Linked DNA regions of Mus musculus: all the other regions are linked to region 3. The links are chromatin contacts, called in public promoter capture Hi-C maps. All regions are on one chromosome and are shown on one strand. The core of a region is the stretch at or near the end of the contact, and the rest is flanking DNA. Distances in the headings are between cores, read along the strand shown. Region 1 holds the start of Vps51 (VPS51 GARP complex subunit). Region 2 holds the start of Ehbp1l1 (EH domain binding protein 1-like 1). Region 3 holds the start of Tigd3 (tigger transposable element derived 3).

Region 1 (3,204 bases), core at 601-3,100, 180 kb after region 3:
CTGCCAGCCATCCCATACTGCTGACACAAAAAGCAGCAGACACAGTAAAATAGTCTGCTCAGACTGAAGTCGGGCTGGCCATATATCGAATGGAGAGGCTTATTACTTGCCTTGGAAATTCCCCAGCTGTGGCCTTCAGGCAAAGCCAAGGTAGATTCCCCAACCATGGCCTTTACTCAGAGCCAAGCTAGACAAGGGGTTAGTTTGACCAGAATGTCTAAACTACTAACACACTTGAAAAAAGGCTGCCCACCCTGCAGCCCACCCTGTATCTGCTTATGAGCTCATTATGGCTTTTTCCTTATAAAGTCTGACCCCGGACAGTGTACAGGTATGTGGCTGTCAGCTCCCGAATCTGTGAGCTGTTGCCCTAATCAATTAGTCTTGGGGTGTGCACTCAATAACCGTGCCTATGTGACTGAGATTGGTGTTCATGTGGTTTGTGGGGTGACTCCTGGACCCAAAAACTATTAGTAAATCTTAAGGAATGAGGATACAGACAGAGGGGGAGAGAGTGGCAAATCTGCTCTGAAGGCAGACTGACCAGAAACAAAAGTTACCACTAATAACATTTTTAACAAAAATTTTAATTGACTTTGAGATGGCTTAGTAGCAGGCAAATGTGTTTGTCACCAAGCCTGATAACCTGACTTCAATCCCTGGCACCCTCATGGTGGAAGGAGAATACAGACTCCTGAAAGTTGTCTTCTGACCCCCACACAAATGTTGTGTCCCACACATATGCATGTGCACAATATAAATAAACAAACAAAGCTAAAGCTTACTGAAACGCTGGTGCTTCCTAAGTGCTGCAGAGAAACTCACTGCATTTCATTCTTCCTTCCCAGCGCTGGTCCTTTGGACAAACCCCACCCCCACAGGAGTCATCACTTCAGCAGCAGTGGATTAAGGTTGGGACCCAATTGTAATCTGGGTCTCTTTCCTTTAATCCCTGTTTTTCTTAACACGGGGTGAGGACCTGGTGGGGGTGGTGTAAGACTGAGGAGTGTGTCCCAGTGGGGTCACCTGTAGCTGAGATGAACTTGTTGTAGTTCTCATAGACCAGGGTCTGCATGTCGCTGTCTAGAGCCCGGATCTGCCGTACCATGTCCGTCTCACTGTCCATCAGCTGGGCCAGAGGACATTCTCTACGCAGCTAGAGAAGCAGGTAGGAACAGTCAGCGTTAGTGCTCACTCACGTCCTGCTACCCTGCTTTACGTTAGTTGGATTTCAGTGCAAGACAACTCCAATCCCACCCTTATCAGGAATTCCATAAGTGGCACACTTTAAGTAGCACACTTCACAGGTTAGACCCAATTTGGGATTTGTCAGCGTTCATGGTCTTCTGGCTTAGTTTAAAGTCAACCTAGGCCCTGCCTAGCGCCTGTCAAGAGCATGGTCACACCCACTACCACGAGCCAGCACCGAGACCTCAGACCCAGTGTGACCTCAAGTCAGGCCCAGGCTCCCTTGGCCTCCAGATCTGCCTCTATTGCCTAGTAAGGGCTGTCCTCTTATAAACCCCGCTGCCGTCACCACAGCAACCAAATCGGGAGTAAGATCTAGGGTCCAAGATATTTGGGGTCTGGACCCGCCCCATTTCACACACACACCTTGTCAAGATAAACTTCCGGGTCGAAGTGCGCCCCATTGAGATCGGTTGGGTCCAGAGGGTCAGGCCCTGCGGGATGCCCCGCCACCTCCCCCTCCGAGAGGCCGTAGTAAAGCTTCAGCATCCCGTGAGCCTTCCGCCGACGCTCCGGAGCGTCCGCCTCGGGACCTTCTGGGGAGTCTCCAGGCCCGGACCCTAGGCCAGGCCCCACAGCTGCCGCAGCCGCCATAGCTCCAACCTCAACTCAAAGGGGTGAGGCAGGGGAGGGAACAGATGCACTTCCGGGGACCAGAAACTTGCTACAACCAGGCGGTCCTTCAGGTGAAACGTTCCTCTGCAGCTGTAGGATATGTGAGACTAAAGTTCCGTCTTGCGCTTGTCCTTCTGGAGCACAGAGGTTTCACTGAACTTCTGGATCGTTGAGTTTCTGTGATTTTGCTGTGCTACTTGGGTGAATCGTGGCGTCCCAATCCTGCATCCGCACAGGAAAGAGACTTGCAGAAGATCGAATATGCGTCACAGGGGGGGTCTGCAAGGTTCAAACGTCCATTTAGTAGCCTGCAATATGGCTTTAACGCAGTGTTTCCCAAGGTTCTGTCTCCAAGGAGTCATTCAATATGAGAAACTTTATTCTACTTAGAGAATTTAAGATGTTAATCTTAAGAAGTTAGTGAAATGTGATACGTGAGCAGTTGGGATTGAGGATAATTCGGAAGTTTTAAAGATGTAGGCATAAAACGAAGCTCTCAGCAGGGCGTAGTGGCGCACACCTTTAATCCCAGCACTTGGGAGGCAGAGGCAGGTGAATTTCTGAGTTCGAGGCCAGCCAGCCTGGTCTACAGAGTGAGTTCCATGAGTTCCAGGACAGCCAGGGCTACACAGAGAAACCCTGTCTCAAAAAAAAAAAAAAAAAAAAAAAAAAAAAAGACGAAGCTCTTAAGAGGGGATGAGGTCAGATTATATGTGGAGTTAAATAGAAGAAAATGAGACTTTACTAATGATGTACTGTAAACGTTACCGAGGATGGGCTGATAGGGTGCTGGGCTGCCAGGAGTTTCAGCAGACCAAACACTGTTTTTATCTGAAAATTAGGAGTTAAAAAAAAATCTAAATGGTATACTTTTTATTTTTATTTTTTTCAAGACGGTTTCTCTGCTTAGCCCTGACTGTCCTGGAACTGGTCCTAGTGTAGAACCTGTCTGCCTCCCAAGTGTTGAGACTAAAGGCATGTGATAACACTGTCACCAGCTCCACTGCCTAGCTAAAAACAGTTCTGAATGGTATTAAATCGCCATCTGTCCGGCCCCCAGTATTATATGTGTATTTATGTGTGCAGAGACCAGGGGATAACTCAGAGCTGTAGTTACAGCTCATGTGTGAGCTACCCGTCATGATGCTGGAAACCAAAGTGCAAGAGCAGTTCACCCTGTGCCAGCTCAAACCCTTCCTTTCTTTTCTCTCTCTTTCTTCCTCTTTGAGGCATCATCTCACTCTAACTTTGGCTGACCTGAAACTCATTATTGTAGACCAGGCTGGCCTCAAACTCAGAGATCCAGCCACCTCTGCTTCCTGAGTGCTGGGACTAAAAGTC
Region 2 (3,142 bases), core at 494-2,993, 170 kb before region 3:
AGGTCACACAGCTGAGTCTAGAGTCCTCTGACCCAGAAGTAAGCAACCATCCCCAGGCTTCAAACCACAGGCAATGGCCCAGCCAAGCTGTCCCAGAAAAGGGAAATAGCGGGTGCCTTGGGAGGGTGTGGCCTGGTTGGGTAGCCTGACTCAGGCCGCCACGCCTTCTTGGGAAGCCATGACCTAGGCAGGGGCCAGCTTCCTGTCCTGGCCTCCTGGCTAAGAAACCCAGCGGGGCCTTACCCATTTACTTGTGACTCAGCCCACTGACACCGTCTGTATAGTCTGTCTGCTCACCAGAACCATGCCCAGTGTCCCTCTGGCCTCACCCAGCGTGCTGGGGCAGGAGCCAGAGGCCAGAGTTCAAGTGCTAGCTCTGCTGTGTTAGCCTAACTAGTTCTTACGCTCCCTTACCCTTTACGGTATAAAGGGCCTCCGGGTACACTCAGCATGTTCAAGGCTGATGATTAATGGTGCTACCCCCAAAGACCCCAGCCTCTGCTCCTTCGCCTCCTTAGACCCCATGGTTCCGGCCTACCCCAGCTCTTCCCCCTTGGGAGTCTATATTTAGCCCTGCCTGGCCTGTGAGGCCCCCACAGCTGTGCCCTAATCCAGCCAAGGGAAGCTGACACCGGTGAGCACATATATTTAGGGTGTGACGCAGGGGCCTGGGCAGCTGCCCGGTGGGGACATGTGAGCCAGATGCCCCCAGGGGCCCTTGACAGTCCAATACAAGACCTGTCCTCTCTTGCAAGTCGTCCCCTCACCCAACTCTCTTTCCCTCCACGGACCCTCTCCTGAACCCACCAGCTCCTAGGACTTCAGGCCCCTTTAAGCCTCTCCCCGCCTCCCTGTTATCCATCCAAGCTCAGTTTCCCCTTTTAAGGACATTGTGGAGACAGCACCAGCTTCTGGGGCCCACTCTGGCTGAAGGGGGAGGGGCTGAAAAAGAGAAGGCCACATTTTCACCCTGAACTGGACTAGGAACCATGAAGTCTTTTCCACCCAAAGCCCCCTGGAGCCCTAAAATCTTGTTCCGTTTTCCACTGCTACCCTAGACCGCTGTCCTTGGCTTGAGGGCTTCTCCCCGAGTCCTGACCACAGCCGATTTAATGTGGGCCCAGGCTGATTCTCCCAAAGCCACCGAGTCTTGACCCCCACAAGGTTCTCCACAACAGGAGTCCCCCCAACCTGCCAGGCACTTCAGTGTCTGGAATACCTAGGATGGGAACCCCTTTAGCCTTTAGACTTGAGAGGATTTTTTTTCCAGGTTCAAACGAGTCAAACTAAGTTGAGTCCCACATCAGTCTTAGGGGACTCCCTCAGGCCCCGCTTCTACTCACCACTTCTTGGTGCACTCCAACACCAGTTCATGGTAACACGCCACAAACTGGAACTTGGCGGCCCGCTTGCCAACCCGCTGCAGGCGCTTCCACACTGAAGTCATGGCCTGAGGAACTCTGCCGGATCTCTTCTCAGGCTTGGGACTCCCTCTTGCCCACCACTGCTGGCTCAGCCAGGGTCCCCATGGTCTCTGGAGCTCTTTTCTTTGTCACCGGATCTGTCCGCCCCGTCCGTGTAGATATGTCTGAGGTTTAGACCTAGGCTGAGTTTGCCCGGGGTCCGCCTGGTGGGCTGGCTGAGTCTGCGGGGCCGTCGCGGCGCGTCGAGCTGGTCTCAGCTCAAGAGTAGCGAGCGCGCCGTTTCCTGGAGCCGCACCCCCCCCCCTCGCCCCGCGTCCGAAGGCGGGCGGGGCTGCAGCGCGGGGCGGGGCGACCCTGCTTCCGGGATCTAGCGTCCGGACTTGGACACCCGGGTACCCGGTTCGGGGGTGGAAGGAATGAGTACCGATCGCAAAGCCGGTTTGATGGGCGCCCGCGAGTCAAATGGGGTTAGGGTGACGTGTGAGCTCCAAGAGGTGGCAGCCCTCAACTTGGTGCCACCCTCCAAAAGAGCTGCCTCTGCTGTCTCCCTTATATCTGCAACCTTGGTACTGGTTGGTACCCCATTTCCCAAGCTTGTAAAGTAGAGACCTAGAAAGGAAAAGAACCGTCCACTGAGCCAGAGTTAACGGTTCTTAACTCTGGGGTGGGAGATTCTTGTTAGCACCCATGCAGAGCCCCAGAGCCAGCCTTGGTGAGATATACCTAGAGTCTCCAAACCTGACTCCTCATATGGCACAAGGGAAAACAATCCTCACATCTCACAAGCAGTGAAAGGTTCTGTCTGTCTGTCTGTCTGGTGCCCCCCCCCCCCCCGAGACAGGGTTTTTCTGTCCTGGAACTCACTTTGTAGATCAGGCTGGCCTCAAACTCACTAGTTTTTACTAAAGAGTGCCACCCTGAACAAAGCACACACTCTGCGCCTCAGTTTTGAAGTCTGTTAAATGGGGCCAATTACAGTTCTATCTTTTATGTATGTCATTGAAGTCTGAAGATGGGGAAAGCGGTTGGCTTAGGGCTGGGCTGATTTTGTCTCATTACGCGCAATCCGTTATCAGAACTAGAGAAAATATGTACATGGGTGGTTTTTGCTCCTCCCCTGGGAAGTCCCTGGGGCGTTAGCTGCTGTGTTAACACCTAGATTAGACTCCTTATCGCTCACACATCCAATTCACACTGTAATGAGCCTTGCAAGGTGTTTTATACCCAGCTAGAGAGATGGCCTGGAGCAACACATCAACGTGTCACCTGCCTGGTAACCCTCAATTTGGTTAGGATGTCTGGTCTTGCAGGCGTGTTAGCCTATCGGCATCTTCAGCAGGCAAGTGACTATGGTAGGAGGTGGGGATGAGGATGCTTGGGTGCAACTTTGAGAATGTGCAGGCTTATTCCTGTGGGCTGAACACCCAGTTTTGTCTATCATATCGCTGTGGTCCTCTGCTTCCTCTCTACGGAAGCAGTTTATGTGCAACCCTACAGGTCCTTCGTGCTGTCTCGGGGTAGGCTGGGTGCTCTGAGACTGCAGCACAGGGGCCTGAGCCAGGCGAAACGATGCTCTGAGCCCGGCTGCCATCTCCCTCCCTTCCAAGGCTTGTCTACAAACTGAAACTTGTTTACTCCTTTCGGCCTCCACACCCCTCCTTCCCAGCAATCCCTACAGCTCACGGGGCACCAACTCTAAGACTCTTCTTGGACCTTTC
Region 3 (3,000 bases), core at 57-2,556:
CTTGGCTCGGGCAATGTGGTACCAGCACAGTAGAGCCTCATCGATCCCACTGTATTTGGATTCACGCTTCCGCTTCCGCTCGTGGTTGGCTGTGCCACTGCACCAGTCTGCCAACAGCTTCTCCTTATTCTTGCAGATCCGTGAGATCTGGGGCTGTGAGACCTGGAAGCGCCGGGCCACCTCTGACTGGGACATCTTAGACTCATCCAAGAGTTCCAGCACCTGGATCTTCTCAGCCAGGGACAGGGCGTGAAGCTTCTTCTTGGTGTTCAGCTCCATGACTCCCTGGGAAGCTGCTGGGGGAAGAAAAGTAGGAGAGCGTGCCAATGGCTGAGAGCAAGAAGAACAGAAGAGGTCGGGACCCCTGAAGCCAGAGCAATTCTCTGGAATGCAGAAAGCTGGAGGAGACCAGGCCAGCTGAAAGAGACATGAGATGGCCAGGCTGTGGGAGGAGAGGGCTAGACCCAGAAGAGAGCTGGCAGAGTCGAGTGTTTCTGGTCCGAAGTGGAGAGAATTCTGGGCTGGGGTTTGGTATTGATGGGGTGGAAGGATGAATAGAGGCTAAAGCACAGCTGTAAAGACAACCAGGAGACAGCTGCAGGGACAACAAAGGAGCAAAAACAAGGAGAGGCCTGGGGCTGAGGCTGAGCGGGGCAGGTGTAGGGGACATTCAGGGTGCCAGGGAGGAGTCCCCTGAGAGGAGATGAGGAGGAGGAGGACCTAGGTTGAATTTTGATGGCTGAAGGCAGGTGGTAGACTGAACGGACAGAGTCGAGATGAACAGGTGAGATGGTACAGATGACAAAGCCAGATGGATGGTGTCTGAAGGCGCTAGTACAATTCGGCGCTGGCAAGGCGGGGTGGTAAAGCTACCCAACGGTTCAACCAGGAGAGTGAAGATGCCAAGACGACAAAGGGAGACAGGGTGAGGAGGATGAGGGCAAAAGGGAAGAAGTGTCCTCTGCCCAGTGATAGCCTGGAGTGATATCAGAGAGAAGGGAGCACCGGCCAGGAAGCAGGCGGCTCGAGCGCTGGGCTCTGCGCCCTGGTTCGCTGAGTTGACCCCTCGTCAGTCGGCTGGACGGACACAGGCGTCGACCCCAGCCCGCCCGCCCACCCGGCTACAGGGCCTCCCGCTCCGCACCCACCTCCAGGCGCCGTCCCGCGCCTCCAGTCCCTGCCCCAGCCAGGTTCCTGGGCCTCAGCAGAACCAGAGAGTGACGGGCGCCGCGACCCGAGGACAGAGCGCGCCGAGAGGCTGCTCTGGAGCGGGCGCGCGCAGAGCGCGCACAGCCCTCACCCGGGTCTCTCAAGGCTGGGAAAACCTCGTCGCGGCCCCTCCGCAGCCCCGCCCTAACAAACTGATTAGCCATCAGCGGCAACTTGTCCCGCCTCCAGTTACATCTGATTGGATGCTGTGGAAGTGGCGGTTTGTCAGCCCTCCGGAGGAGGAGCTTCCTGAGTGGAGGGGTCTGGCGGGAAGAACCGGCCTTAGTGCCTATCACTTGTCGACCAGCCGGCGTGCCTTGACAGCCACCCAGGTGATTTCGACCCCATCCCTACGTGGTACCTAACTGGGATACCGGCCCTCCAGGATTTGTTTTGGAAACAAGATGAAAGGAGAAAATGAATGAATGTAAGCTTTTAGTCACAAAAGAGTTACCATGGACAGCGCTGGCCTCTGGTCTTGCCAACGGCCTACAAAATACACCGGTGGCAAGAAAGGACATTTTTTTTTTTAACCAGTTTTGGTGGGTCACGGCAAGATCTAAATTCCTGTTAGTCACTTCCCTCCTTTGTAACTAGGTGTAGATAACTTAGCCCTCCCTGCCCCTAAACAGCCAGGACCCCACTTTTTCATAGGTTTTGAGCCTATCCATTTACCACTGGATGCTGTCAGTCTCTCCAAGTGTCGTCTCCTGCGAACCAAATATTTTCTCTTAAATCTATTTTAGTGGTCTCATCTGCACATTTCTTTTTTGGCCCTCAAGACTACTCAGTTGCTAAGGATTAGTGCCTGACTCCCTGTACTCCTGGCCTACATAGCAGAACAGGCAGTGCATAGTCCAGACAACTCTGTGCAGTAGCAGGCCAGGGCTCAGCTTTCTCTGGCAACAGTGACCTCAGGGTGCTCTAGGAAAATCTGAGCACACTTCAGTCGATATATAAGTATTTAGCTAGAGAGGTTTGGGAGGGGTTCCCTTCCTTGTTGAGGCAGGGCTTTGCTGTGTAGCATACTCCCAGTTGGATGTTAAGCTTCCTGCAGATTCTGTCTCTGACTTCCATGTCCCTCTAAGAGTGCTGGAATAAGGGCTGGTGAGATGGCTCAGCGGGTAAGAGCACCCGACTGCTCTTCTGAAGGTCCTGAGTACAAGTCCCAGCAACCACATGGTGGCTCACAACCATCCTTAAGGAGATCTGACTGGTGTGTCTGAAGATAGCTGCAGTGTACTTACATATAATAAATAAATTTAAAAAAAAGAGTGCTGGAATAACACACATCATCCAGCTCCTTATCTGGGATGCAGGGACAAAATTCAGGTGGTCAGGTTCACAGTCAAAGTGCTTGTCTTGGACAGGGGTACGATGCCAATAAATAAATGAATGGGGAAAAAAGAGAGAAGAGAAGAGAAGAGAAGAGAAGAGAAGAGAAGAGAAGAGAAGAGAAGGGAAAAGTGCTTTAACTAGCTGAGCCATCTCCCAGTTGTTTAGAATCTCAAAGTGGGGCTGGTGACATAGTTTAGCAGTTTAAACAGGAGACCAGAGTTCAGGAGCTGAAGAGATGGTGAAGAGCACTGTCTGCTCTTCTAAAGGTCTTGGATTGTATTCCCAGCCCCTCAAAACCACCTTTAACTCCAGCTCCAGGCTATCTTGGATACTTGGTACACAGACTTATATGCAGGCAAAATATTTCTTCAAAACAAAACAAAACCCACAAAGACCAATGTTCAGTGACTCAAAACTGCTTGTAATTTCAGCTCTAGGGGATCTGATACCCTC

Evidence for each region. Promoter capture Hi-C pulls out the DNA fragments that hold promoters and counts their contacts.
Region 1: a contact with region 3 is called in a promoter capture Hi-C map of fetal liver, with 4 times the contacts expected there. A contact is called at or near these places in 21 of 39 promoter capture datasets (the 3T3-L1 cell line, 3T3-L1-derived adipocytes, the C10 cell line and 13 more), 6 of 484 Hi-C or Micro-C datasets (B cells, ECoMG-derived neutrophils, embryonic stem cells and 1 more), 11 of 130 datasets of targeted methods (bone marrow-derived macrophages, embryonic forebrain, embryonic hindbrain and 5 more) and 4 of 9 other capture datasets (adipose tissue, embryonic stem cells, liver and 1 more).
Region 2: a contact with region 3 is called in a promoter capture Hi-C map of embryonic stem cells. A contact is called at or near these places in 27 of 39 promoter capture datasets (the 3T3-L1 cell line, the C10 cell line, the HPC-7 cell line and 16 more), 34 of 484 Hi-C or Micro-C datasets (the AML12 cell line, B cells, the Ba/F3 cell line and 21 more), 23 of 130 datasets of targeted methods (the 230-238 cell line, the SCID.adh cell line, astrocytes and 17 more) and 5 of 9 other capture datasets (adipose tissue, embryonic stem cells, liver and 2 more).

What each region holds. Positions count from the first base shown.
Region 1 is chr19:6,075,337-6,078,540 of GRCm38.p6, forward strand. Vps51 (VPS51 GARP complex subunit) reads right to left here and starts at 1,851. Exons shown (of 10, transcript NM_001081041.1): 1 at 1,615-1,851; 2 at 1,027-1,156. The coding sequence starts at 1,842. It also overlaps a transcript of Tmem262 not described here.
Region 2 is chr19:5,724,574-5,727,715 of GRCm38.p6, forward strand. It overlaps Ehbp1l1 (EH domain binding protein 1-like 1), which reads right to left and starts at 1,744. Exons shown (of 19, transcript NM_053252.3): 1 at 1,344-1,744. The coding sequence starts at 1,447.
Region 3 is chr19:5,892,822-5,895,821 of GRCm38.p6, forward strand. Tigd3 (tigger transposable element derived 3) reads right to left here and starts at 1,307. Exons shown (of 2, transcript NM_001362045.1): 1 at 1,149-1,307; 2 at 1-296. The coding sequence starts at 279.